Linked DNA regions of Sus scrofa: region 1 is linked to region 2. The links are chromatin contacts, called in public HiChIP or PLAC-seq maps. All regions are on one chromosome and are shown on one strand. Each heading gives the region's core, a stretch centred on a gene start, on an enhancer-like site or on the middle of the called end of the contact. The rest is flanking DNA. Distances are from core to core; before and after follow the strand shown. Region 1 overlaps SUCNR1 (succinate receptor 1). Region 2 overlaps MED12L (mediator of RNA polymerase II transcription subunit 12-like protein).

The links. HiChIP or PLAC-seq counts read pairs in DNA pulled down with a chosen protein or histone mark.
Region 1: a contact with region 2 is called in an H3K27ac HiChIP or PLAC-seq map of alveolar macrophages. The contact joins two enhancer-like sites. A contact is called at or near these places in 1 of 5 promoter capture datasets (liver) and 1 of 2 datasets of contacts at active chromatin or transcription factors (alveolar macrophages).

The regions. Positions count from the first base shown.
Region 1 is chr13:92,121,571-92,128,239 of Sscrofa11.1, forward strand. It overlaps SUCNR1 (succinate receptor 1), which reads left to right. Exons shown (of 2, transcript XM_013982123.2): 1 at 1-989; 2 at 5,726-6,669. The coding sequence starts at 987. Among named protein-coding and RNA genes, the nearest start is that of SUCNR1, 8.1 kb to the left of the region's middle. Within about 2 kb of position 2,656, at least 6 of the 83 cell types and tissues checked have an H3K27ac peak or open chromatin away from gene starts, as enhancers often do. A contact at or near this core is called in alveolar macrophages, where this site is marked.
Region 2 is chr13:91,540,486-91,546,847 of Sscrofa11.1, forward strand. It overlaps MED12L (mediator of RNA polymerase II transcription subunit 12-like protein), which reads left to right. Exons shown (of 46, transcript XM_021069608.1): 18 at 330-448; 19 at 1,100-1,243; 20 at 2,326-2,489; 21 at 4,543-4,674. It also overlaps a transcript of P2RY12 not described here. Among named protein-coding and RNA genes, the nearest start is that of P2RY12, 19 kb to the left of the region's middle. Within about 2 kb of position 3,941, at least 7 of the 83 cell types and tissues checked have an H3K27ac peak or open chromatin away from gene starts, as enhancers often do. A contact at or near this core is called in alveolar macrophages, where this site is marked.

The DNA of each region.
Region 1 (6,669 bases), core at 1,406-3,905, 580 kb after region 2:
AAATGAGGTTTCTGAGTTTTGGGTTCTCATATATTGGAGAAGGGAAAATGCTTGGCCAGGAGGATTGGCTGCAGTAGTTTTTTGGGGGCTTCTGCCTGTCACTGCCAATTCAACATTTAAGTTTTATGGTATTCAAATTAAATTACTACTGTCTGTACAATTAGGGACTTTCTCAGCATCATCCCTATGCTTCGAATCAGGCAGATGGAGTGTTTACTTGAATATAAATCTATATAATCCCCTGAGAAATCCAGGTGTGTTTCCTCTCTGAAATGGTGGTGATGTGCTTCCAGGTGCTATGCAGAACATTGATTAGAATGTGTACATTGCCTTCCATCTTACTTAGACGCCATCTCTCTCCCTAATCTCTAGCCACCTGATGTATTTTTTATGTGTCTCTTGATTTTAATCACTGAGAATAAGACGGAAAATACCCGATTTCTAATATCTCTTTTGATAGCATAGTGACGGAGTATGTGTCCAAATTTGTCTCCAAAATTTCAGTTTTATTCCCTCAAATTTCTTGATAACAGTTGTTTAGTTATTATAGGCTCAATATATAATGCACCAAACTTTGTGAATCTGAAAAATGAAGAAAAGGCAGAAGCAATTGTGTACCAAACATAAACAGCGCTTACCTTGTCTTACGATTTAAATATGCAAATAAGCATGAAAATAATGAGTGCTTCTCTGTTGTTTTGCTAGTGATTGGAATAATTTCAACAGTAGTCTTTAAAAAATCTATTCATTGAATGTATTTTCCATAATGAGTAATTTGTTCTATGTCTCATTTTCTCTGAAAGTTCCCCTACTTGAACCTCTGACTTGGCAGTTTAAACTTCTCCAGAACTTTTGAATTATTAATCTTGGCTGCATGATATGCAAATCAGACTGTACTAACTGGCCAGCAGCACAGCACTGGGTCAGAAGCTGTATCAAGTTGCTGGCAAAGAATATCTGTCAAGGGATCAGGGCTTTCCAACATAATGGTAAGCTATAATGCAACTCGTGTTGCCTAGGTATATATATTAATGCCAGATATCCTGTTAGGGATTTATTTTTAAAGTCACCTGTGAGCAACTAAGGTTTTAAGTAATGTTTAAATGAACTGTCTGATCTGTCATTTATAAGTATGTGTAGAACAGCAAAAGAAACTAAAAAGAAGGCATAATCATTTCCTCTACATTTATTTTTTACTAAATTATACTTTTTGTTTTAATTGCCAAATACTAAGTTTATTTTATTAAAAGAGGTTTATTATATTTTTTAATGTCTTGGTAAGTTATATTTCAACAAAAAAGAGTAACTGGATTTACTGAATTAAATATAACTACTTATAGAATGTAATTTTAAAGTTTTTAAGTCATATGAAACAATCTACCATCTACAATATATTCTCAGAAAACAATGTGTTAGAGAAAATTTTAAGGCATTCTGAAAGAAAAAAAGATTATAAATTGTCATAAATAGCACAATTTCATTTTTGTAAAGATAAATTCAAATAAATATTAAAGTGTAGGAAGTTATCCCAATATCAGGTATGGCTGGCTTATAGATAATTTTGAATTTTTTTCTTTATTTCCCTCGCTCTTTTTTTTTTTGCCTATTTGCCTTTTCTGAGTCAGTGTTACATAATAATGTGTTTTTTAAAGTTATTCTTTAAAAAAACAATGAACCAACCACTCTGAAAAGTCATTCACTTTCCTTATTCCAGTCCTGGTATTCTTTATCCCTACTACCTATCTTAATCTCCATCCCAGTGGATGACTCAAACTAGAATTCTCTATGGCCCCTAACTTGCCTGAGTGGTAGCTATTGGCAATCTGGCTTCTAGTTATACAAGCCTTCATGAATGTATTTTCCTTCCATGGCAGTCAAACCTTTCTGCCATGTATAAGCTACTGTCATAATTCAGTACTTTTGAGAACTAACTGGACAGAAAGATAATGATCATGATTAGGAAAAGAGGAAATTCAAAAATGAAACAAAGTTCTTGTCAGAGAGAGAAAGTTCCTCTTGTCTTAATATTCATTTTAGTGCATGCAGGTGCATGCACCAAATAACAAAGTTGCCTAGAACTGAGCCCTGAGGAACTCCAATATTTGACCAAAAAGGGATTAGACCATAAAAGAGTTTATAAAGAGAGGAAGGAGGATAATGAGAAGACATTGCCATGTCAAGCCAGGGAAGGGAGAACTTCCAGAAGCTGTAGAATGGTAAGTAGCCGGGAATAGAGTAAAAAATGATATTAAAAAATATTGAAAAATTACTGTGTTTCTAAAAAATAAAGCTTATTATTTTTAAAAACATCTTTGACCTTTTGCTGTATTCCTGGAAATTTTTAATTTTTAATATTATACATGCTGATTTGGAGGAAAAAAAATGAAAGTCTAGGTAAACCAAAAAGAGAAAGGGCATGATAAAAATTATCTGGAATTCATCACTAGGGGTAAAACTATTAATACTTTCATACATGTCCTAGATGTTCTGAAGTTTATTAATTTCAGATGTAAATTTCTAATTTTTTAGTTAATTTAAAAAATTGAGCCTAGAAGATGCATATTAAATTTTACCATCTACAAATGTATGTCTGAATCACTACTACAATTGCAAAATTTGAGTATTAATCATACTATATTTAGCATCAGCTATTATAGGGAAATAGAACAAGGAACTTAGTTTGATGGACTTCCTACTTATCTGACCTTGGAGAAATATATATATATAAAGATGTTTTGTAAAGAATCAAGTATGTATATTCTTCTCTCCCCTGAGCAATCATTTACAGACCATCTACTTAACTGGTAGTTACTGAACCAGGTGTATAAGATAAACTATGAGTAAGATAAAGTTGTGTGAAATGCTAAGAAGAAGCTAAGTATATAATGGGGGTGGTGCTAATTAGATTGGGGAGTCAGAGGTCCTATCTGAAAAACCACACTTAAACTGAGGTCTGAAAGAAGTGCAGATCTGAAAGAGTATGTGAGGGGCTAGGCTCATAGTAGGGGAAGGTCAGTGAAAAAATTCAATGAGCTGAACATTAGGAAAATTCTCTGTGCAATCAAAGAAGAGGGAAAAAATGAGAAGGAGGAGAATAATACTAGGTGAAGCTGATGTCAAGTACAGGAGCCAGACCATGCAGGCCTTGAAGTCTCAGAAAAAAACTTTGGGCTTTATTCCTTAGACAGTGTAAAATCATTTAAGCATTTTGTTTGAGGAGAGCACTATGATCAGAATTTTGATTGCAGCCTTTTAGGATTGTTTAGCTATTGTGTCACATATAGATTGAAAGGGGACCAGAGAAGATGTAAAGAGACCATAGGAGGATATAGTATAGTCTGAGATAAAGATGATGGTGGCCTGGATTAGAATGGTGATAAAGGAGATGGAGCCATAGTAATGGATCTGAGAAATATCCAGCCATTATAGTAAATAATACATGGTTAGTCATCGTTACTATAGATGACTTCAAGGATGTTGCTCAGATGCTGAGGTGAACACCTGGGTACATGTGTTAGGTGGAGATACAGCAGGATTGAGAATGAGGTTGAAGAGCTTATATAGAATTCTGCAGGCAGAGGTGCCTCTGAGAGATCAATCAGTGGCAAGAGGTATAAAAAACTCAAGTTTATAAGACAAGTCTGGGCTGGGATGTAAATCTGAGAGGTTGATATGTGGATGGTCATTAAAGATAGAAAGTGTATGAAGTCAGCCAGGCAGAACATAGATAAAGGAATTCAGTACCAATCCTTGAGGAACTCCATATTTAACACCTAAGCCAAGAAAGTTTACCCCATAAGAGAGCCTGCAAAGAAAAACCAGGGAGAAAGAAGGAAAACCAGGAGATTATCATGTCACAGAAGGCAAAAGAGAGAGTGCTTCCAGAAGATATAGTATGAACAATAGCTGAGAAGTCAAGTGAGAAAATGACTGAAAAATATGCATTGGTTCAAACAACATGGAACTATTTTGGTGAAGTGGTGGGTCGGAAGACACACTGGAGAAGGATGAAGAGAGAACAGGGTGTCAAGATGTCAAAACAATTAGCGAAGATAGCTTTTTTTTATAGATCAAGGTATCACAAGGAGAAAAACATGTGAAACCAGGGAAAGTGGTTTGTGGCTTAAGTATGCCTTATTTTTAAGACTGACAAGATGAGAATGTCTAAATACTGATGGAAAGGACACAGTTGAAATGGAGAAGCTGAGCAAACGGGAAAGAGACCAGATGGATGACTCATAAAAATCTTGAGAATTTGGGCTTGAGCTGAATTCAGAGTAACCCCGGAGGAATAGATATTCTCTGTTGTCACTGGAAGTAAGGAGAGGACAGAAACAGAGGCAAGAAGCAGAGAGTGGACACCAGTGAACAGGCTCTGTCTCAGGGATTTGCAGGCAAAACCATCTGCTAATGATAAACAGAATAGAGTAGATGGAAGAGATTTGAAAAAATTGGAAAGTTAGGAAACATTGAGAAAGAATAAATTGCCAGCCATGTGAAAGAACAGTAGAATCACATAACCTCAAGGACAGAGTGAAACCGGTCTGCTTCGCTCTTTGGCAGCATTCAGAGTGTCTGTTGCCTGATAAAATTCCAATCCAACTTCTAGACTTGGACTTAATGTCAGGTTGCCACAGAAAAGACTTGAGGAGAGGCTCAGAGGAATTTTGGATGTTTTAAAGTAAGCAATCAAAAGTAACTTACTGGGAGTTCCCGTCGTGGTGCAGTGGTTAACAAATCCAACTAGGAACCATGAGGTTGCAGGTCCGATTCCTGGCCTTGCTCAGTGGGTTAATGATCTGGCATTGCCGTGAGCTGTGGTGTAGGTCGTAGACGCGGCTCGGATCCCACGTTGCTGTGGCTCTGGCATAGGCTGGTGGCTACAGCTCCGATTTGACCCCTAGCCTGGGAACCTCCATATGCCATGGGAGCGGCCCAAGAAATGGCAAAAAGACAAAAAAAAAAAGTAACTTACCAAAATATTGCATTTACCATAGCTACAATTCTGTGACTTATCTTTGTAAATAAAACACACTCAAAGTTAGCAGTGATCTTCAACTGAAATAGAACACTTGAATTTGAAAAAAAGTAGATATAAGCTTTCCAAGATCCCTTTATTACAACGAATACTGCTCAATGTTTTCTTGTTTCCCAAGAAGAAGCAGTTCAGGTACATTTGTTCTTATTTTGCTCTGTTTATCAAAATACTACACTAAGAAAGAATCAGATTGCAAATAATATTCAGAGCACTATTTGACAGGAGATTTTTAGAAATTTTATTTTCAAGTTTACTTTTTCTTTACTAGAAATGAGTTGGATTTAATAAAGTGGCACTCCAGTACAATTTTATGAAATTTGATTCTTTAAGTATCTTATCAGCCACAAAGAATCTAACCTCTTTATAAGAGGAAAGTGGCAGGTGAGCAAGACATTTGAGTTTTGAATGAATCAGATTGCTTATTTTCATGGCCCCTATTCAGAAGATTTTACTCATAGCTATAATCCATTGTGTTTAGCACATAGTTCAAAGGAACTCAATAAATATTCATTAAAATATTGGTGATAAGATGTATGTAAATATGAATGTTTCTATATGCACTCCTTACTAATGTAACCAACTCTTTGCAGTTCAAATTTTAAGTGTTATTGATGATGATGATGTTCTGTACAGTTTTGTCTTTAGTCATAATCTAGTGATTTATCCTTGTATTTCTTCTCCCTTTAGGCATCAAATGCAACCTGCAAAAACTGGCAGGCAACAGAGATTGCCTTGGAAAAGTATTACCTTTCCATTTTTTATGGGATTGAGTTCATTGTGGGAGTCTTTGGGAATACTGCTGTTGTTTTCGGCTACATCTTCTGTCTGAAGAACTGGAACAGCAGTAACATCTATCTCTTTAACCTTGCTATCTCTGACTTGGCTTTTTTGTGTACCCTTCCCATGCTGATGAGAAGTTATGCCCATGGAAAATGGACATATGGACACATGCTCTGCATAAGCAACCGATACGTGCTTCATGCCAACCTCTACACCAGCATTCTTTTCCTCACTTTTATCAGCATTGATCGATACATTCTCATGAAGTATCCTTTCCGGGAACACCTCTTGCAAAAGAAAAAGCTTGCTGTCTTAATTTCTTTGGCCATTTGGGGTTTAGTAACTGTAGAGCTCCTGCCCATACTTCCTCTTATAAATCCTATGATAGCTGTGAATAGCACCAGCTGTACTGATTATGCGAGTTCTGGGGACCCCAACGTCAGCCTCACTTACAGCATGTGTCTCACTTTCTTGGGGTTTCTAATTCCTCTTTTTGTGATGTGCTTCTTTTATTTCAAGATTGCCCTTTTCCTAAAGCAGAGGAGCAGGCAGTTGGCTACCACTCTGCCCCTTGAAAAGCCTCTCAACTTAGTCATCATGGCAGTTGTGATCTTCTCTGTGCTGTTTACTCCCTACCACATCATGCGGAACGTGAGGATCGCTTCTCGTGGGGGGACCTGGAAGCAGTCAAAGTGCACTGAGGCCATCATCAACTCCTTGTACATGGTGACTCGGCCTCTGGCCTTTTTGAACAGCGTCATCAACCCTGTCTTCTATTTCCTCGTGGGCGATCATTTCAGGGAGATGTTGATGAATAAACTGAGGAACCACTTCAAGTTCCTTACATCCTT
Region 2 (6,362 bases), core at 2,691-5,190:
TAAATCGGAGTTCCCGTAGTGGCATAGTAGAAACAAATCCGACTAGGAACCATGAGGTTGCGGGTTCGATCCCAGGCCTCACTCAGTGGGTTAAGGATCTGGTGTTGCCGTGAGCTGTGGTGTAGGTTGCAGATGCATCTCAGATCTGGTATTGCTGTGGCTCTGGCGTAGGCTGGCAGCAACAGCTCCTATTAGACCCCTAGCCTGGGAAGCTCCACATGCTGCGAATGCAGCCCTAAAAATAAAAAAAAATTAAAAAAAAGTATCCATTAAATAGTCAAGAGCTTCTATTGAATAGAATATAATGTATCTATTGTGTATTTATTTAGTTGGAGATGAAGGACAAAAAGCCCGTAAGAATAAACAGGAAGCATTTCCAACTCTGGAGACAGTGTTCACTAAACTTCAACTCCTTTCATATTTTGATCAACATCAAGTGACATCTCAGGTAGACATTGAAGCTGTTTTATTTTGCATTGGGGGTATTTCCTTAAAAATCTCTTTCATGCAGTATGTTTTCAACCTTGGTGGTTTTATTTTATGGAAGCATAACATACTACTGAGTAGCTCAGTTTTAAGTGTCAGTTGCCTTCCTCAGATGCATTAGTTTTTATCATGGAAATATTTTTACCTTATGATAATAATCAACACTATATAAAATAATCTCTAATGCGGTACTTATTACATTTTAGTCCTACATTACTACTGATAACAGAGATAAAATATTATGTGATTGAGAAGAAACCAAGTCTTTTTTTTTTTTTTTTTTTTTTACACAAATTCATTGGTAGTCAAATGTCATCTGGAAATTAATTGGCACTTAGAGTTGTTTTGTCTTAGGTATTTAGGTCTTGATCTTAATGAAAGCTTGGTTTATTTCTTCAAATTATAGTTATTTCAAGGATATTATTTGTACATGGTTTTGTTTTCTGTATCAATATGTTTCAACTTTCTTCTAAGTAGTATCACATATAAATTCACATTTCTTACCTAAAAATTAAAATAACTTAATAAATAGCAGTTATTTGGAATATTGGTCTTACAGCTACTTTCACCTTTTATTTATGTGTTTATTTTTGGTTTATTTCTTTTTGCGTAGATCTCCAACAATGTGCTGGAACAGATCACAAGCTTTGCATCAGGAACATCCTATCATCTCCCACTGGCTCACCATATTCAGCTCATCTTTGATCTCATGGAACCAGCACTGAATATAAATGGACTAATTGACTTTGCAATACAGGTGTCAAAGTGATCCTATTTCGCTCATTTTTAAAAAAGCAAGCCTATTAGGCATTGTGCAAGTTGTATATAGCTGTGTGTGTGTGTGTATATTTATATGTGTGTGTTGTCTTTTTTGGCTACCCCATGGCATATGGAGTTCCCAGGCCAGGGATCAGATCTGAGCCACAATTGCAACCTATGATGTACCACAGTTGCAATCTATGCCATTGCTGCAGCTGTACCAGATCCTTTAATCCATTGTACCAGGCTGAGGATCGAACCTACATCCTGGTGCTGTAGAGACACCACTGGTCCCGTTACACTACAGTGGAAACTCTGGAATTATACAATTTAAATGAGCCACCAATGCATCTTTGAGTACATGAGACATTCTGAGTCAACAGTATTCAACTAGCATTTTAATTGCAGCTATATTCATAGTTTTTAATTAAATGCTTATAACTGGTGCTAAAATATAATAATAGTCACTTTAAAATTTGAAAGTTTTGCAGGTATTCTTTTTTGTCTTCTATATTTTGCTTAAGCAAAGGTGAATGTTTGCTGCTTCTAATAGAGTATATTTTAGGTACGATGAAAAAAAAAATGAAAGCTTACTCATTGTTCCACTATTTTTCTTATACATATACTTGAGTTCACTTACTATTTTATTGGTGAATAGAAATAAAACTTGGTTTGTTTTACTTATTCTATTGGAGGTATTAGCTTTGTTAATAAAAAGAAAATAATTAACTTTCATTTTAATACAAAGTCAGAGGTGGGGATGATCTTCCCTGAAATTATCCAGTCTAGAACATTGGGCTACTGTAAAGTCTTGGTAACCATTTCGGTATTGGATACTTCCTGATTGCATGGACCATGATATCTAGACAGGAGAAAAACTCTTCAATTTGATAAAGGATTAAAAGTAAAAACCGGTTTGATGCTGAGATTGTAGCTATATATGTATATAGGCCTGGGGCAAGGTAAGGAAGCAGATCAAATAGTTTTAGAATGACAATATATCTGTGGTTTGTCAAAATAAATGTTGTTCCTATTTGTTTCAGCAGCTACATTTTTATTCCATTTTTTTGTCCATCATAGCTCCTAAATGAACTGAGCGTTGTGGAAGCCGAACTGCTCCTGAAATCCTCCAGCCTGGCAGGAAGTTATACAACAGGACTGTGTGTCTGCATCGTGGCTGTTCTCAGGCGATACCACAGTTGTCTGATCCTGAATCCTGAGCAGACAGCCCAGGTGTTTGAAGGGTTGGTATATCCTAGAGTTTGTAGTTTGTGATGAAATCTTACAGTGGTTTTAAGAGAAAAAATCGCACTGTTTGTTTCATAAAATGTTATAGTTAAAGAATACTTGCCCCAGGAAATTTTTTATTAGAAAGGAGATAAAAGCACGAAAATTATCTCTGCCCACCTGCCCACTTTTCTCCCTAGTTGCTATCATTTAAGCTACCCAGCATCCTGGCTTATTATGAGTGGTGAAGATATGATTGCTTCTTTGTTCATGTAATTTCAGTTTCTATTTGGAAACTCCAATACCAAATAAGCTTTACCTACATAGCATCTTATGGATTTTTTTTTTTTCAGTATCATTCCTTTTATAAATTAAGGAATTTTTTTGGACAAAAGTTAATCTAGAACAAATGACTTTTTCAATTGTTCATCTTTGTCAGTTTGTGTGAATTGTAGGCTAAGATTTACTCTATTACTGTTAGACAAGTTGGGCTAAGTAATTACCTAATATCACTCCCTTTAGAGGCTAAAGTTATTATACTTCTCTAGTAGAGAAGTTTATTTCTGTGCCTCTTCTCTATTTATACTCACCTTCACCCACAAATATAAATTGTTTGTATTAAATGTAAATATATTTTTTTTGTTTATATAGGTAACAACCAATTGAATCATCTACTTTTCTTAATTGCTGGAAACTTTTGCTGTAATTTACAGCTTTTAACAGTTGCCTGCATCTGCTCATGTCATTTCACAGAGCTTGGGATGCCATATTGCTGGGTTGTTTTGTTTTTTGCATCATTTCTTAGTTCTACCTCTGGTTTTTGTGTGATCCCAGTGTCCTTCTCAGCCTTGACATGTCAGGTTCCCTCCAGCTTCCCTCTGTCTCCTGAACAGTGGAGGGAGCTCTGGGTTGGGTTCTGGAGACCTAAGTTCTTCTTTTGGATCTGTTGTGTACTAGCTCTTTGCCTCGTGGGCAAGTTACATCACCCTTCTGAGCCCCCAAGCCCTCTTTCTAAAATGAGGAAATTGAATCAGATGATTTCTAAATCCCTTTTCAGCTTTAATAATCTGAGTCATCAGTGACACTAGTGCAGCAGTACTGACCGTGTAGCAGAATGCCAGATGGTAGTGAAATTAGACACACAAATAGGTGGATGGACCAAAAGTAAACAGGTGTTTACTTCTGTGTTGTATGAACTCTGGACAAAGAGGCCATTCTCTTGATTCGCAGAAAGGGGCACAGGATTAGAGTAGTAATGGTACTTTGAAACTGCAAGTTTTATAGTGAACTTAACTAAAAGAGGGATTTTAAATTCTTAAGGTAAATGAAATGTTTCTAGTTTGGATAAACAAACAGAATGTAACCTCAAAACCATGAATTCCTCAATTTCATGCTAGAACCAGCTCATGGTCTTGAAAATGAACTTCCTAGACTGACTGATATGAAGAAGTTGCTCCTTAACAAAGTGGTGGTTATAGGCCCTTCACAAATTCCCTGAATTTCTCAATCTTTTTCTTGAAGTGAGGTCCTCTCCTGCAACTTCGCTTTGGGTTCTAGTCACATAAACTTTACTGATGGATTCCTTCTATGTGGAGGAATTTCTTTCATATTGTTAATTGTATTTCTGAAGTTTTTTTTATTTTATTTTTTAAATTTTTAAGTGATTTTTATGTTTTCCATTATAGTTGGTTTACAGTGTTCTGTCAGTTTCTATTGTACAGCAATGTGACCCAGTCTCTCCTCTCTCTCTCTCACACACACACACACACACACACACACACATATATTCTTTTTCTCACATTATCCTCCATCATGTTCCATTATAAGTGACTAGATATAGTTCCCTTTGCTATACAGCAGTGAAGTTTTTTTTTTTTAATTTAGTGTTTCAGTATCATAATAGAAAACTGGTATCTTATTTAATTACTTACTATTGCTATAATGATTCGTGTCAACTGTCCTTTCTCCTTATTCAAGTAATACATGGACATATTCTCACTCGAAGAGAGTCAGACAACATAGGTATTAGCAAAATATGCACCTCATTTCTTCATATGTTTTTCTCCTTAGATTGTGTGGTGTGGTAAAACATGTTGTGAACCCCTCAGAATGTTCTTCCCCTGAAAGATGTATCTTAGCCTACCTCTATGATCTCTACGTGTCGTGTAGCCACCTCAGAAGTAAATTTGGAGACCTCTTCAGGTGGGTAAAAGAAAGGCAAAAGAATAGGAGTAGAATGGTGCCCATATTTGTTTGTGGACTAACCAATGTTATCATCCTTTGTAATAATGAAATTTAATTCTAATTATTATCTGCCAGAATTCATATTGAATTGTCTTTCACTATAGCTATAACCTCCTCTTCCAAACTACTATGCCTGTTTAGCTCTGATTGCAATTTTAAGATAAACCTGAGGAAAGTATTCTGTATTTTGTGCTTGCTGTTACCTCCCTTGGAATACTGTTTCCCACCCTTTGCATCATTCCTTTCTCTCAGCATTTGCTTCTCTGCCTCTTTGACCATCCTATTTCAGAGAGTGTCCCTGACTCCTTGTTATTCCCTGCCTCTTAGCATATGCAACACCAACAGGTAGACAGATGCTAGAAAATCCATATTTATTTATTTAATGTTATTTGAGGAAATTTAGATGTTTAATTGTAAGTAGGGGGAGGGAGGGAAGGAGATGGTAGTAGCTGGCCAAATAAGTTTGGAATCTAGAAGCTGACAAGGAAAGAATGATCAATTGCTGTTTTCTTTGCTTTCTCATGCCTTGCATCCAGTGTGTTCTAAATGCTTTGAGCTCTGCCTTCCAGGTACATCTGGAATCTGGCCACTCTTCATTGCTTTGCCCCTCCTACCATGTTCATCTCTTGGTTGGACCATCACCATTACCTTCTCCCAGATTTTCCCACTTGGACCCTTGACTCTCTTGAGCATATTCTCAACATATCTTCTAAAGTTATCCTTTTGAAACAAGAATAACTTGACGTTTTCTAATGGCTTCTCATGTACTCAGAATAAAATTCATAGTTCTTGCCTAGCCCTCAGGATCTGTTGGTTCCAGTCTTGCCTTTTGTCTCTTTCCCTCTGTTAACTTCATTTTAACTGCAGGGACCTCCTTATTGGTTTCTAGACACTGTAAGCACACTCCCATCTTGGGGCTTTTGCACGCTGTCACCTATCTGGTAATACTTTCCCCTGTTACTTAACTTGCTCACTCCCACAGTTCATTCAGAGCTTGACTTCCCTGACCAGCTTATTTGAAATAGCATGACCCTCCTCCCACTCGCTGTCATTCTCTGAGCTTGATCATCTCCCCTCCACCCCGCACATTACATGTTTGTTTATGGTCTGGCTCTTTTCTAGAATGTAAGCTTCGCGAGAGCAGGAACTTTTTCTAATTTCTTCACTGCTCTATCCAAGTACCTTCAAGAGTGTCTGGCTCATAGAAGAAGCTACAAAAAATATGTTGTGTGCATGACATATGCCCCCCCTCGCAAATTCATGATATTTTTAATGCTATTGGTAGAGAGAAAATGTGAAAGTATGTCTTCATGAAATGAATTAGGTTTCAAAATGATCCCTTACAGAATGAATATTTGAGTGAGTCTTAGGAAACATCTTTCTGCAGAAATGATGTAATAATAATAATACCCTGTATGCTTCTATTACTTTACAGAGAGCTCTCAGTTTCAGTTTACATTTTTCAGAGTTTTCTCATACATGATTTTGTTCTTGCAACAACCCTGCTTTTAATAGTGAACTTCTCAAGAAAACTACAGTAGCACATGTGACTTCTCATACTCTTCAGGATAGTAAATTATGTTAAATTAGTTAAATTCAAGTAACTTGCAGTGGATGTGTGGACACTTAGGAGACCAACAATGAAC